Linked DNA regions of Triticum aestivum: region 1 is linked to region 2. A link is a contact called in public Hi-C data. All regions are on one chromosome and are shown on one strand. The core of a region is the stretch at or near the end of the contact, and the rest is flanking DNA. Distances in the headings are between cores, read along the strand shown. Region 1 holds the start of LOC123191718 (transcription termination factor MTERF4, chloroplastic). Region 2 overlaps LOC123189057 (a long non-coding RNA gene).

The links. A called contact is a pair of places that touch in the nucleus more often than the background predicts.
Region 1: a Hi-C map of leaf shows a contact between it and region 2, with 5 times the contacts expected there. The contact joins the promoter of LOC123191718 here to the enhancer-like site in region 2. A contact is called at or near these places in 2 of 5 Hi-C or Micro-C datasets (both in leaf).

Annotation. Positions count from the first base shown.
Region 1 is chr2A:480,079,356-480,085,679 of IWGSC CS RefSeq v2.1, reverse strand. LOC123191718 (transcription termination factor MTERF4, chloroplastic) reads left to right here and starts at 3,689. Exons shown (of 2, transcript XM_044604350.1): 1 at 3,689-3,719; 2 at 6,080-6,324. The coding sequence starts at 3,689. It overlaps LOC123189059 (protein NUCLEAR FUSION DEFECTIVE 4), which reads right to left and starts at 1,837. Exons shown (of 3, transcript XM_044601374.1): 1 at 993-1,837. The coding sequence starts at 1,328.
Region 2 is chr2A:479,797,166-479,803,372 of IWGSC CS RefSeq v2.1, reverse strand. It overlaps LOC123189057 (a long non-coding RNA gene), which reads right to left. Exons shown (of 9, transcript XR_006495546.1): 8 at 5,880-5,972; 9 at 5,419-5,696. Among protein-coding and RNA genes, the nearest start is that of LOC123189057, 9.5 kb to the right of the region's middle. Within about 2 kb of position 4,397, at least 7 of the 8 cell types and tissues checked have an H3K27ac peak or open chromatin away from gene starts, as enhancers often do. A contact at or near this core is called in leaf, where this site is marked.

The sequences.
Region 1 (6,324 bases), core at 2,440-4,939, 280 kb before region 2:
CAACTGAGGCTGTGTAGAAAATGATGTGGACAAACTAATTGTTTACTTGTAAATAAGCAACCATTCAGCCATTCACCGGTCAATCATAGTGATTGTGATGATGATTTATGATATGGCGTGCAGATTTTGCAATCAAACATCACACCTTGCAAAGCTATGTGCACACTCTTGACAGCCATAAATTTACAATATACTACTTCTGACATGTGAGAAATTTGGAGAAACATAGGAGGTTTAGGAAGTAAGACTAGACTACTTGGCCATCTAATCCAGATAAGGCCAATAAAGTTTATAGTGAATCCATTAAAATATTATAGAGAGAAAATTGTGTTAAAAAAGCAACATAATATTCGAATTAAGAATAATCTCTGTTGCATCAACTCACGCCGATAAAGAATTGAAGACTTGAATATTGACAAATAGGCAATTGGTTGCTGTGACAGTAAATAATTAGGCATAACATGGTGACTACTGAAAACAAAAGTAGTGACAAGGACAAGTTATTGTAAATAAAGAATGCTACACTAGGAGTAGAAGAATACACCATTGGCGGGCCGGCATTTCACACTTAAACATGTGTGATTAGTCAATTTCACAAGAAAGCCGGTGCCTAGAAAACTGATTTAATCTAAGATGTACTCTCCCTCCACGCCATTTTCATCAGCTGATCCTATCCAGCCAGTAACCCTCATTTTATTTAATGATCATGTGCCCCTCATTTTATTTAATTATCATGTGCTCTGCGGTCTACAGCCCACCTTGTTTGCAATTCCATAAACAAATTGGCACGACGACCTGAATGTATTGTGTGTGTAATTCAGCAGTAGCATTCAAAGTTGAGGACCATTTTGAACAGCTCTGTGATTCAATCAGATTCATAGTATCATCAACCAATCTAAGAAAGAAGCAGCGCACAATTCAAAAAGAAAGAAAGAAAGAAAGCAAGCAAGACAGAAAGAAGCAGCGGCAGAGGAGGGACTTGACTTACTGACCATGGAGAGGGGCAGCGGCGGCGCCTGCTTGGTGACTATGAGCCAGAGCCATCCGTATCCGAGGAAGTTCTGCAGGGCGCCGATGAGCAGCATGGCCCAGGCGGGCAGCATGGCGGAGAGCGAGCCGGCGAGGAAGCCGACGCAGTCGCCGAGGTCCTTGGCGATGCCGAGCGCCGCCACGTGGCGCTGGTTGTAGCCGAGCGCGGCCTTGAGGATGGGCGAGATGGCGCCGAAGAGGTAGCCGATGCCGGCCATGGACTGCAGCCACATTGCGGCGACGAAGACGAGCCATCGGTTGGTGGAGAAGGCCCTGAGCCTGTCGGCGAGCACCCCCATCGGAGCGGCCAAGCTTGTCTGCTTATGCTTGTTCTTGGGGAATTGGAGGGAGGTCAAGGGTTGGATTTCGATGGTGGAATGGAATAGGAGAGCCGCCGGAGAGATTGGTGGAAGGAAGGAACCAAACCGGACGCAGATTTGGAGCCAAAAAAAGGAAGCCTTTTAATGGCAAGGCGCTTGGCTTTGCTTTTGCTGGGGTCAGGTCAGGTCAGGTGGAGGTGGCGCTAAACAAAATTTGTTTAGCGCAAAGGAAGAAGAGGAAATGATGGCCAACGGGAAGGGAAGACCTTTACACCCATCGAATGCCAAAGTTGAGGAGAAAAGCAATCTGAGTCCCAGCAGTGGCAACAGACGCAGTGCTCGATCGAACACAAGGATTTACTACTACAGTTCTAGAGAGACCGAAATGATGAACTGGTATTTGTGTGAGGATGACTGTACTGGTCGGGTGATGAGCCCTAATCTTTTTTGGGAGGAGGAGGAGAGAGCGCGCGATGGGAGAATGGAGGTTGAGTTTATTCCGAGATTTATAAGGAGACACTACTAGTTGACCAAATGTTTCGTAATCTGCCACCATCCCATCCTACACACGTGACACACGTTCCTGCCGAAAAATGAGGCTTGGTTTTTTTAGGGAAAAAAGGGCTTGCTAGGATCTATCTAAAAGTCCTGTTCCGACAGTAAATGAAATAAAAAAATCTGGATTTTTTTCTAGCAAACATGGACAAATGTTTCATTGCTTGCAAAATTTCATCACGAAATGAAAAGCAGAAAACGATGTATACGCCCAACAACACACATCCGCCTCCTCCTTTCAAAAAAGATTAGGGTTTCTCTGCTTTCCTCCGGCGCCACCGTCGGGCTGCTTCGTCTCCGGTGGCCTTAGGGGCCATGAGGACGCGGTGGATCTGGGCCCTTGCCGGCAAGAGGACTCCCTATTTAGATGTTTTATTTTTTACTTTTGTTAGGGTTTATGTCATTTTCAGGAAGACGAGACGGCGGGGGCTTCCTGAAGATGGAATAAGGTTTGCCCGCCTAGCCTCGTCCCGGTGGTGCGTCTAGCATCGCCCGTGTGTGTGGAGATGTGTCTTCGGTGGATCTGCTCGGATCTGGTCGTCGTTCGTCTATGTCCGTATGTCTTTAAATTGGATCCCTCCAATCTACACTATTCTTCATCGGCAACGGTTGCTGTTCTGAGGTGCTGGCCCTATAGGGCCTTAGCACGACGACTTCTAATACAACAAGTTTTGATCGGCTCCTGCGAGGGAGAGGCGATGACGATAACAAGTCTTTGTGTCGCTTCAGTGCTTGTAGTCGTCGCCAGATGGTCTACAGATCTGGATGTAATTTTAATATTTTCGATATTCGTTTTACTTCCGTGATTGAACACGAATAGATTGAAAGTTTATTTTTTTTCAAGTTTCATCATGAAATAACATTCGCGAAAGACATGACAAAAGGATAAAATCGATGCTTCAAAATGTTTTTAAAAATAATACTTTTAGAGCATCAACTTTTTCACATTTTTCACGAATGTTGTATAATATTGAAACTTTACAAGCAATCAAAACATTTGTCAATGTTTCTTTTTTTTCTTTTTACTATTTAACCGAGCTCACATTGAGCTCGAGCTCGGTTTAACCGCGTTCCTGATCTCTCCCATTTCCTATGAAAATAGTATTATTCTGTCTCATATTATAAGACATTTTTATAACTTAATTTAGTTTGTTAAAACGTCTTACATTAGAACGGAAGGAGTAGATCCATGCGAGCTGTTGTCAAGTCTTAAGAGCGACTTCAATGGGGTGACCAATTTCATCCGCCGTTGTTCGGTTGGGTTGGCGCGGACAGAAAAATCGGCCTAACGTGCCGATTTAAAACGGACGGGCGTCCGCTTTTCGTCCGCGGACGACCCATTCCCGCCTCAATTTTGAGCCGGATTTGCGTCAGCGCGAACACGAGACGGATGCGTGCGCGTCTATTCCTTTTCCCGGGCCCGCTGGTCAGTGGCTTATTAGCCTCTCCCACCCCAGCAACCCTCGCCCGCCTTCTTCATCGTCGACACCGCCGCCCTTTTTTGCCGGCGACTCTGCCAGCTGCCGCCGCCTCCACATCCGCCCAGCAACGCCGCTCACTCCCCCCGTCGCCCCGCCACCGCCGTCTTGCCGTCGGGGAGCAAACTGTCTCCCACTGCCGCTCCCCCAACCGCACAGCCGCCCGCAACTAAGAGGCCGCCTCGCCGCGCCGGCCAAATCCTCACCGGCACGCTCGTCGGACGCCGGCCCACTCGTCGGAAGTCGGTAGGGCAGCTAGCTGGTCCGTGTGCGCGCGACTCCCCTCGCTGGCCTTCTCCTTCTTCGATGCCTGCAAACTGTTCGACAGTTTGCCAAGGTACGAAAATGGACTCCGTCGATGAGTTTTTTTCCACAATTTCCTTTGTGACTCCGACAATTCGTCGTCCTACGACGAGAAGGAGATATTGGCTGCCGTGTTGGTCCATCACCACCTCAACAGCCAGCGGCCGTTGTTTCGTGGCTCCATTTCGGGCCATCTTCCGGCGTTGAATCGCAACCGAGAAAGCGGGCATTTCCTTATTTGGAAGGACTACTTTGATACAACAAACTCGTTGTTCAAACATCACAAATTCCGCGCCGTTTCCGTATGAGTAGGCATGTTTTCAACCGTATTAGAGAGGGAGTGGTCGGCTATGATGACTATTTTGAGTGCAAAGAGGATGCCGTCGACAAGATTGGTTTCTCCCCTTATCAGAAATGCACTGCCGCCATCCGAATGCTTGCATACGGAGTGCCCGGTGATCTCATTGACGAGTACGTCCGTATGAGCGAGTCTACATGCCTAGAGTCCCTGTATAAGTTCTGCAAGGCTGTTATTGCCGTGTTTGGCCCTGAGTACTTGAGAGAGCCGACGGCTGAAGATACAACCCATTTGTTGGCGATGAATGCCAGAAGGGGCTTCCCAGGGATGCTTGACAGTATAGAACTGCATGCACTGGGAGTGGAAGAACTGTCCTTCTACTTGGCAAGGGCAGTATAAGGGACATGTCAGGGCTTGCACTGTCATCCTAGAGGTCGTGACGTCTCAAGATCTCTGGATCTGGCACTCTTTCTTTGGCATGGTTGGATCACACAATAATATCAACGTGCATCAGCGCTCGCCGGTGTTTGCTAGGCTTGCCGAAGGCAACAGCCCACCGGTGAACTTTACTATCAACGACCACAACTACGACAAAGGATACTGCCTGGGTGACGGTATCTATCCTTAGTGGACTACTATTGTCAAGACAATACCCAACCATGTCGGAGAGAAGACGAAAATATTTGCCCAGGAGCAAGAGAGTGCCAGGAAGGATGTCGAGCGTGCCTTTGGTGTTTTGCAATCTCGATGGGGCATCGTTCGGTATCTTGCTAATACCTAGAGCAAGCAGAAACTGTCGAAGGTGATGACTGCTTGTGTGATCATGCACAATATGATCGTAGAAGACAAGCGCCCAGAACGTCTGTACGATCAAGGGTTTCAGTTTCAGGTTGAGAATGTTGTGCCTGAGTATGGAGTAGCGGCAACGTTTGAACAATTCACCCAATTTCATGAAGACATGCGTGATTGTGAAACTCAAGTGCAACTGCAAAATGATTTGGTTGAGCATATGTGGGCTCATGTTGGCAACCAATAGATGTATCTTCTTTCATTCGGCTGCAAAACTATGTGAAACATTTTTATTTGTATCCGGCTTGTAAAACTATAATTTTTTTATTCGATAATACTATGTTATTTGACAATATGTTTGAATGCAAATCAATGTAAATATTGAGCGGCCAGCCGGCCTCGCCGGCACATATGAGTCAGCACAATTGGCACGCTACCGATCCAAATCTAAAAGAGGACGGACGCAGGGCAGGCGACCGACCCAAACAGATAAAAAACAGACGAAATCGCCGTCCATTTGGATCGACCCGTTGGAGTTGCTCTAAGCTTCCGTTGCCCCGGACAGATATTTTCCTTGAACTGCTTCATTCAGGCAGCTGTCCCATTGAATTGCAAAGGCACAAACACACCGCTGCCGGCTCGCCTGATTCTACGTCTCGCCCAAAAGCTAGATTTTTGCCTTCCCCGGCCCTGTTTCTTTCTACCATTGCCATGCATGCGCCCCGTCCAGGGCAGAAATGATGATGACTCGTTGTCATGTCCGCCTCATTTCCCACAAAAGATCTCCGCTCCATTTATCTTTTTGCCATCGTGGCACATACAGTAGCAAAAATTAAAACAAAAGGAGGAAATCTTTTTATGTGACGTGCAGTCGATACGTACGCTGGCCGGCGACAGGAACCGGCAATACTTCTTTTTTTTTTGAGAATCGGAGCCGGCAATACTTGTTCCTCGCCACGTAAACAAAAATGGTGGGTTACTAGTATGGTTAGTTTTTTCTAAAAAATAAAATCAAGTGGTAGTATTGTTTAATCCCCACGACACAAACATTGCATCTGCACATTTTTTATCGAGAAAAATTTACTGTAGGTCACTAAATTTGAGTTGGTTGACAGTTTGGGACCGCTACTTCAAAATACCCAAACTACGGTTCACGTACTTGCGCAAGGGGTTCACTTTGGTCCATATGTATAATTTCGTCTACGTATTTGCTGACTTGGCTGAGTCAGTGGCTGCCAGCTCGCTTTGACCGCCACCTGATCGTGCCTAAGGTGAATACTAGTCCATCCGAGTTTTTCTTTGTAAAGATGGACTAGTATTAACCGTCGACGTCATGCGGGAGCGCGTCAAGTTTCTCCGCTCCCTCGGCCTCGGCCCCGACGACCTCGCCGCCTACCCGCTCGCCCTCGGCAGCAGCGTCCGCAAGAACATGGTCCCCGTCCTTGACTACCTCGGCAAGATCGGCGTCCGCCGCGACGAGCTCCCGCACCTGCTCCGCCGCTACCCGCAGGTGCTCCACGCCGGCATCGTCGTCGACCTCGCGCCCGTCGTC
Region 2 (6,207 bases), core at 3,148-5,647:
CAACAATATAAGGTCTAAATTTATCACAAGCAAACACCACTGCTAAGAATTCTTTTTCGGTAGTAGCATAGTTTTGTTGAGCACTGTCTAGAGTTTTACTAGCATAATGAATAACATTCAGTTTCTTATCAACTCTTTGTCCTAGAACAACACCAATAGCATAATCACTAGCATCAGACATAATTTCAAAAGGCAAGTTCCAATCAGGTGGTTGAACAATATGTGACACCCCGAGTCCGATGCGCCACGTGTCTTTCAGTTATTCGCCGACGTTCCCATGTCTTTTGCTTGCGTGTTGCATTTCATCATGTCATCATGTGCATTGCATCATCATGTTTTTGAAACTTGCATTCGTCCGGGTTCCCCCAGTTCCGTCCGTTGTCCGTTCTGAGCCCAACCACACTCGCACGCGCCCGCGGCATGTCCGAAATAGTATTTTATAAGTGGCCGGAAAATGTTCTCAGAATGGGTTGAAAGTTGGCGTGCGGTGTTGTTTTGTTGTTAGTAGGTTGCCTACCAAGTTTTATCGCATTTGGAGTTCGTTTGATGCCCCAACAGATAACTATAGCGGCAGTATAGTCGGTCTATCATCGGACGTTTTCGGTCTCCGAAAAAACTGTTGCCAGGCTTTCCCTCTCTTTCCTCCCTAACCATCTATACAGTCCACTACCTACCGCCAGACCCAACCTAACCTCTCTCGTCAGCCTGCGGTTCTCCTCGCGCGCGCGTCCGAAAGCTGTCCCCGACCCGACCCGGGCAGTCGTCACTGTTGGTTTCGGATCATCCCCAAACATCCCTAAAACATCTGCGATTATTTATTTGGACCCTCTAGCCTTTATTTTTCTCGGCCGTCCAATTATAATCGTAGGGACGAGATAGCCCTACCCAAATCCCTACCTATATATATAGTCTAACCCTAGCCCTGTCCCATCCATCCATCAAATCCTCCCCGCCGCCGCCACCCACTCTTCCTTGTTCCTCGGGATCTTCCCGATCCACTCGATCGAGCCACCCGACTAGCCTCCTTCCTCGTTATCCCCATCGGCCAACCACCTCTCTCGCCTCGATCCACCAACCAGCGTAGCAACCCCCGCCTCCTCCTCACGCCAGGGGCTCATCCTCGCGCCCGAGCGCACGCAGTCAGCTCCGACCGGCGCCCCACCCAGACTCCATCCGCGGTCGTGCTTCCTTGCCTCCACGCCCGCAACCACCGAGGAGAGAGCCTCGCGCTCGTGCACGGGCACGCACATGAGCTTCTGCGCCCGCGCCTCGATCCCGACGCCATGAAGGACCTCCGAGCTCTTCCCCAACGTCGGCCTCCTCAACCACCCCGCGCCACCACTGGCAGCTCGTCGCCGGAGACCCGTCAGCAGACCACCAGCGTTGTGCCCCGCCATGCTTCGTGCCTTGTCGACTGTCGCCGAGAGTGTGTTGCGCCCCTCACTGAACCTCACTGCCGCCTTGCCTGCTCTGTGTCCAACCTACAGCACTGAGGAGAGGCCTCTGTGTGGACCCCGCCAACCGGTCCTACTGCTGCCGCCAAGCTGCATCCGCGCCATCCTCGTCGCCAAGACCGCCGGAGGTTGCGTCCTCGCCGCCAGTGGCAGAGCCAGAACTTTTTTGAAGCCCGGGCAAGCTTGAGCCTAAGTCTAATTTGGAAATCAAAATCAAGTGTTTCGATAAACAATATATAAAATCGCCCCAAACTTCAAAAACACAAATATCCAATAGTAATGAAGTGAAAATATGAACATATCGGTCATGCAAAATGTAATTTTAATGTGAGCTAGTATATGATACATCAATATTCAGTTTTATATACTACCAGAATCGGGTTCTTTGTCAAGTACCAAAGTAGTCGGCGAAGGCCGGTATCACAGCTCAGCAACTAGTTTGCCGAGTGCAATATTCGACAAACCCTACTTGAAATACCCCCTTTCAGCAAAGAGAGCTTAATCGATTTCCTTCCATCGGATACTTGACAAAGACTTTATCGAGGGTTAAAATGAGCTACTCGGTAAAATAAAGTAGGCTAACGGCTAGTTAGACAGATATGGCGCTTGCCACATGGCATGTTGTCTTTGCCGAGTATCTTCCGTACCATACTTGGCGAAGACAATACAATTGAAGGGTGACACATGCCAATTGCAGTCTTCGGCAAAGCGTTCCTTGGTTTGCCGACTATCTTCTGTACCTTACTCGTCGAAGACAGGACAACTGAAGGATGACACATGTCCTTGATGTTTGCCAAGTGCAGTCCTCGGCAAAGCATTTGTTGGTTTGTCGAGTGCTGCCTTTAGCAAGCGTTCGTAGGTTTGTCGAGTGCTGCCTTTAGCATGATACTAGGTGAAGATGGTTCCATTGCAGTTAACGTGTCCTTGGTGTTTGTCGAGTGTTGCCTTTAGCAAGCGTTCGTAGGTTTTCTGAGTGCCCCCTCAATCACACTCGACAAACAACTTTCGGCAAAAGGGCTACTCAGGTTGCACCATGTGTCGCCCATTGCCAAGTGTCCTGGAGAAGGCTCTCGCCAAACTGTCCTAGGAGCTTCGAGATATTGCCATGTGACAACATAAGTCATAAAACAAGGCCATGCATAGAACTAAACTTGTCATGTTACTTGTAAAAATATATCTATCAAAATTAGCATCCAAACATCCTAGAAGGCACTATACAACAAAAACAATTGAATTTCTAATGCACATAAATTAAGTGTTGCGATTAGTGAACATATTCAAAATAAAGAGCTTGTGTAAGAAAAGAGACGGACATAGGGCCTGTTCTAAAGCCCTCCAGCTCCACACTTCACAAACTTCTCAGATGAAAAAGTCCCAAACGGTTTGGCTCTAAGAAGCTGGATTCTCGAAGTTATGCCGATGCCAGTGCAAAATCCTGGAGGAGCATCGGCCCAGCTCCACGAATACGAAAAGCTGGAGTTCGCTCATATTACAACCAAATTGCCACCGCCAAGTGAAGCGAAGCGAACCGGTACGCTCAGTCGAACGCATCGCTCGATAAAATCACTACAGGGGCTCGTTCCTTCCATGTCTAGCACAAACTGGGCTGCCTCCTTGCGGCCCAAACTCGGGCCCAACCATCCCAGCAACCGCCCAGCTGGGCTTTAGCGCTGGAGAAGCTATGCAGGACGCCGAACGCTTGAGAGTCGCTAGGTGAAGCAAGAAGCTGGCTAGGGAAGCTGGATTTGGGAAGTTCTGTGAAGTTGGAGGAGTTCAGAACACACCCATAGTACTGAGTATATCAGTATCACGAGGCAGTCGCCGCACCACCTAAACTCAAAATTTAGCCCTAATCTATCAATCTTCAAATTAGTCAGAAATTTTACCTAATCAGGAGAAAGACCAGAAAGGCACTGGACGAGGAGGATATAAGCCATTCCTAGAGATGGATCCGCTCCACCCGCCACCGGCCGTGCGCCTAGGGCGGCCTCCGGATTCGCTCGCCGCCGGTTCGTCTCCATAGTCCATCCTATTTTCCCCTTTTTTCAAGGGGTAGAAACAAGCAGCCGAAGTGGTTTTTTTAGGCAATCTCGCGAAGCTTTATTAAACTGCACCAATGTTTACAGAGATAAAAGATAGATTGTCGGGGTGTCCTAACCAAACATGGCGGCCCACCCCTAGCTTCAAAACATGCTTCGCTAGATTGTGAGCTTCGAAATTCGAGCTCCTAAATTCATGTCCAAAGTTGCAAACTGCAAAAGAAATACTGTGCTCCAAGATTTCATGTAGAATGGCTTCGTTGTGAACTGCTCATTTTCGAAGAAGGGAATCCAAAGTTGCAAACTGCAAACGAGCAGCTGAAGTGGTGGCGGCGTTGTGACTGCTCGTTTTGGAAGAAGGGAATCGCAGCCCATGACTGACGAACATTACGCCGATTGCACTTGGTAGGCCTAGTTAATTAGCCCATGACAACGCTTGGTAGGAGCCCATTGTTGTGTTCTGCTCAAAAAGAAAAAAATGAACCCATTTGTTTATCACGTATCGTACACTTCTGCCCGGGCAAACGATGATGCATAACAGATTTTGCCCCATTGTTTATCAGGTGTGTACGTTGTCCCGTGGCCAGCGAGCCCGGGCAAGTGCCCGGGGTGGCCGGGCGCTGGCTCCGCCACTGCTCGCCGCCCCTGCTGCCTTCCCCATTCTATTTCTGCACTGAAGCTCTCTTTCTCTCTCGTCACTGACCTCTCTCTCCCTCTAAGCTTTCTGTCATTTATACTCCAGGGAGACCACCATGACCTCGAAGCTCCATGCGCCGCTGCCCGAGTCGTCGCCCGCCTGCGTCCTCCTCTGCTTTGTTGCATCGAGCGAGCGAGGGGAGCGCCTGCGTTGACCGCGCCGCCAGCGTGCTGGGCCACCGCTCGCCTTCACCCGCATCAGCCCAGCAGCGCCAAGGCCGTGCCAGGCCTGCGGGGCCTCTCCACCAGCCGAGCCGAGGCCCATGGTGAGGCCGCCCCCGTGCGCCCTCTTTTTCCTTTTCTTTTTTTCCCGCAGTTGGGTCAGATCTCAGATTCGGCCCATATCCTTTTTTTTCCTGCCTCTGCGATTTAGCTTTTATTCCAGGGAGTGCAGTTTTTCAGAAAAGTCCCTAGAGTTCGTGCATTTAATAACTCATCAACTATACATCATATGTTAAAACATTATATATGAAAAATGCTTAGAATTATGTGTAGGTTAATTATATGCCACTTTCATGCATGTTAAAAATGTTTAAACTTGTTGTTTGCTTTGTTTTGCTATATTGCCATGCTAAAATGCTTTAATTCATAACTAATTAACCATAGCACCAAATTTAATAAACTTTATATGTAAACTAGTTGACCCGTTGCATCAAATGGCGCAGAGACCCGCTAAAGACATGCTATCGATGAAAAACAAATGGCGCAGAGACCCGCTAAAGACATGCTATCGATGAAAATAGTTTCATGCTGCAAGGACCCTGCTAAATCATGCTATTTTTTAAACATGTTTATTACATTGTGAAATAATAGTCTGGGAAAAGGAAAATTGCATAATATGAATACGTTCAGTTTGAAAATATGCCCACTATGATGAGAGAGTAAAGTTGGCATGGTTGTAGTTTTTTGGCAATGGGTTTGGAAAAAGAAAATATTTGTGTGACATGAATAGGTTACTATATGCTTGAGCAATCACATAGGACACGAATTGTAACTATTTTTATAAAAAAGAATAGACTTGTCCTTCAAAATATATACTTGAGCATGCATAATTTGTTATGTTATTCAGGATCATGAAGGCATAAGTTTTTTTAAAAAAATACAAACAAAGAATGAAATGTAAATAGTTGCTTAATGTAATTATGCAACAAATTAGAACATCGGTGGGTCAAATAACTGAGCCTGCAATTAGAAAGTCCAAATAGCTTACGCTAAAAAGAAGGTAAACATAGGTGACACAATAAAGCCTGGTTTGATGAACTCTATCGCACACTTTGTAATGTTTGATGAATAAAGCTACCCCTCAAAAAAAAGTGACACAATAAAATGTACTTAATACATGATGAACATTTCTTAGAAATAGTGGTCAAATACATCGTATAATTTGGTTCTGTACAAAAAAAGTTTCCTCTTTTGTGTACATATCCTAAACACCACCCCTTGCGATGAACTGTGTCTTTGTCCACAAATTTGGTTATTCCCCATCCAGCATGTCAGTTGCAGTCTCCTGAAGCATAGGAACAACACAAGTTAAAACAATCTGGTCAAACATACACTAAGAATATACTCATGGGCATTATCGACAGATTAAACCAAAGTTATAGTGCAGCAGGTTCTCTGTAAAGTCAAGTTACCATGCGGTTTTTACGAACCAATGGAGAAAAGCCAAAACACTGACCCAAGAATTAACCTGAGAAGGCCGTTCTTCAAGCTGACTCCTAGCAGAAGATGATGCATCTAAGTGAAGCTACCTGGAGATTTCTTATATGTCCCTTGCTCTCTACTGCAACAGATAGTTGGAATGGCATATAAGATAAGTGTGAGGTACTGACAGAAGCTCACTCTCAAAAGGCACATTCAGTATGTGTATGTAATGATATAGATGTGTTATTAATTAAGTAACCTGAATAAGTAGTTGCATATTTCTTCTAGGGACAACTGTTTACATATTTCTTCTATATCCATTGCTCTCTGATGTTATAGCATATATCTGTACTGTAAGTAACAAAAGAGTAGTC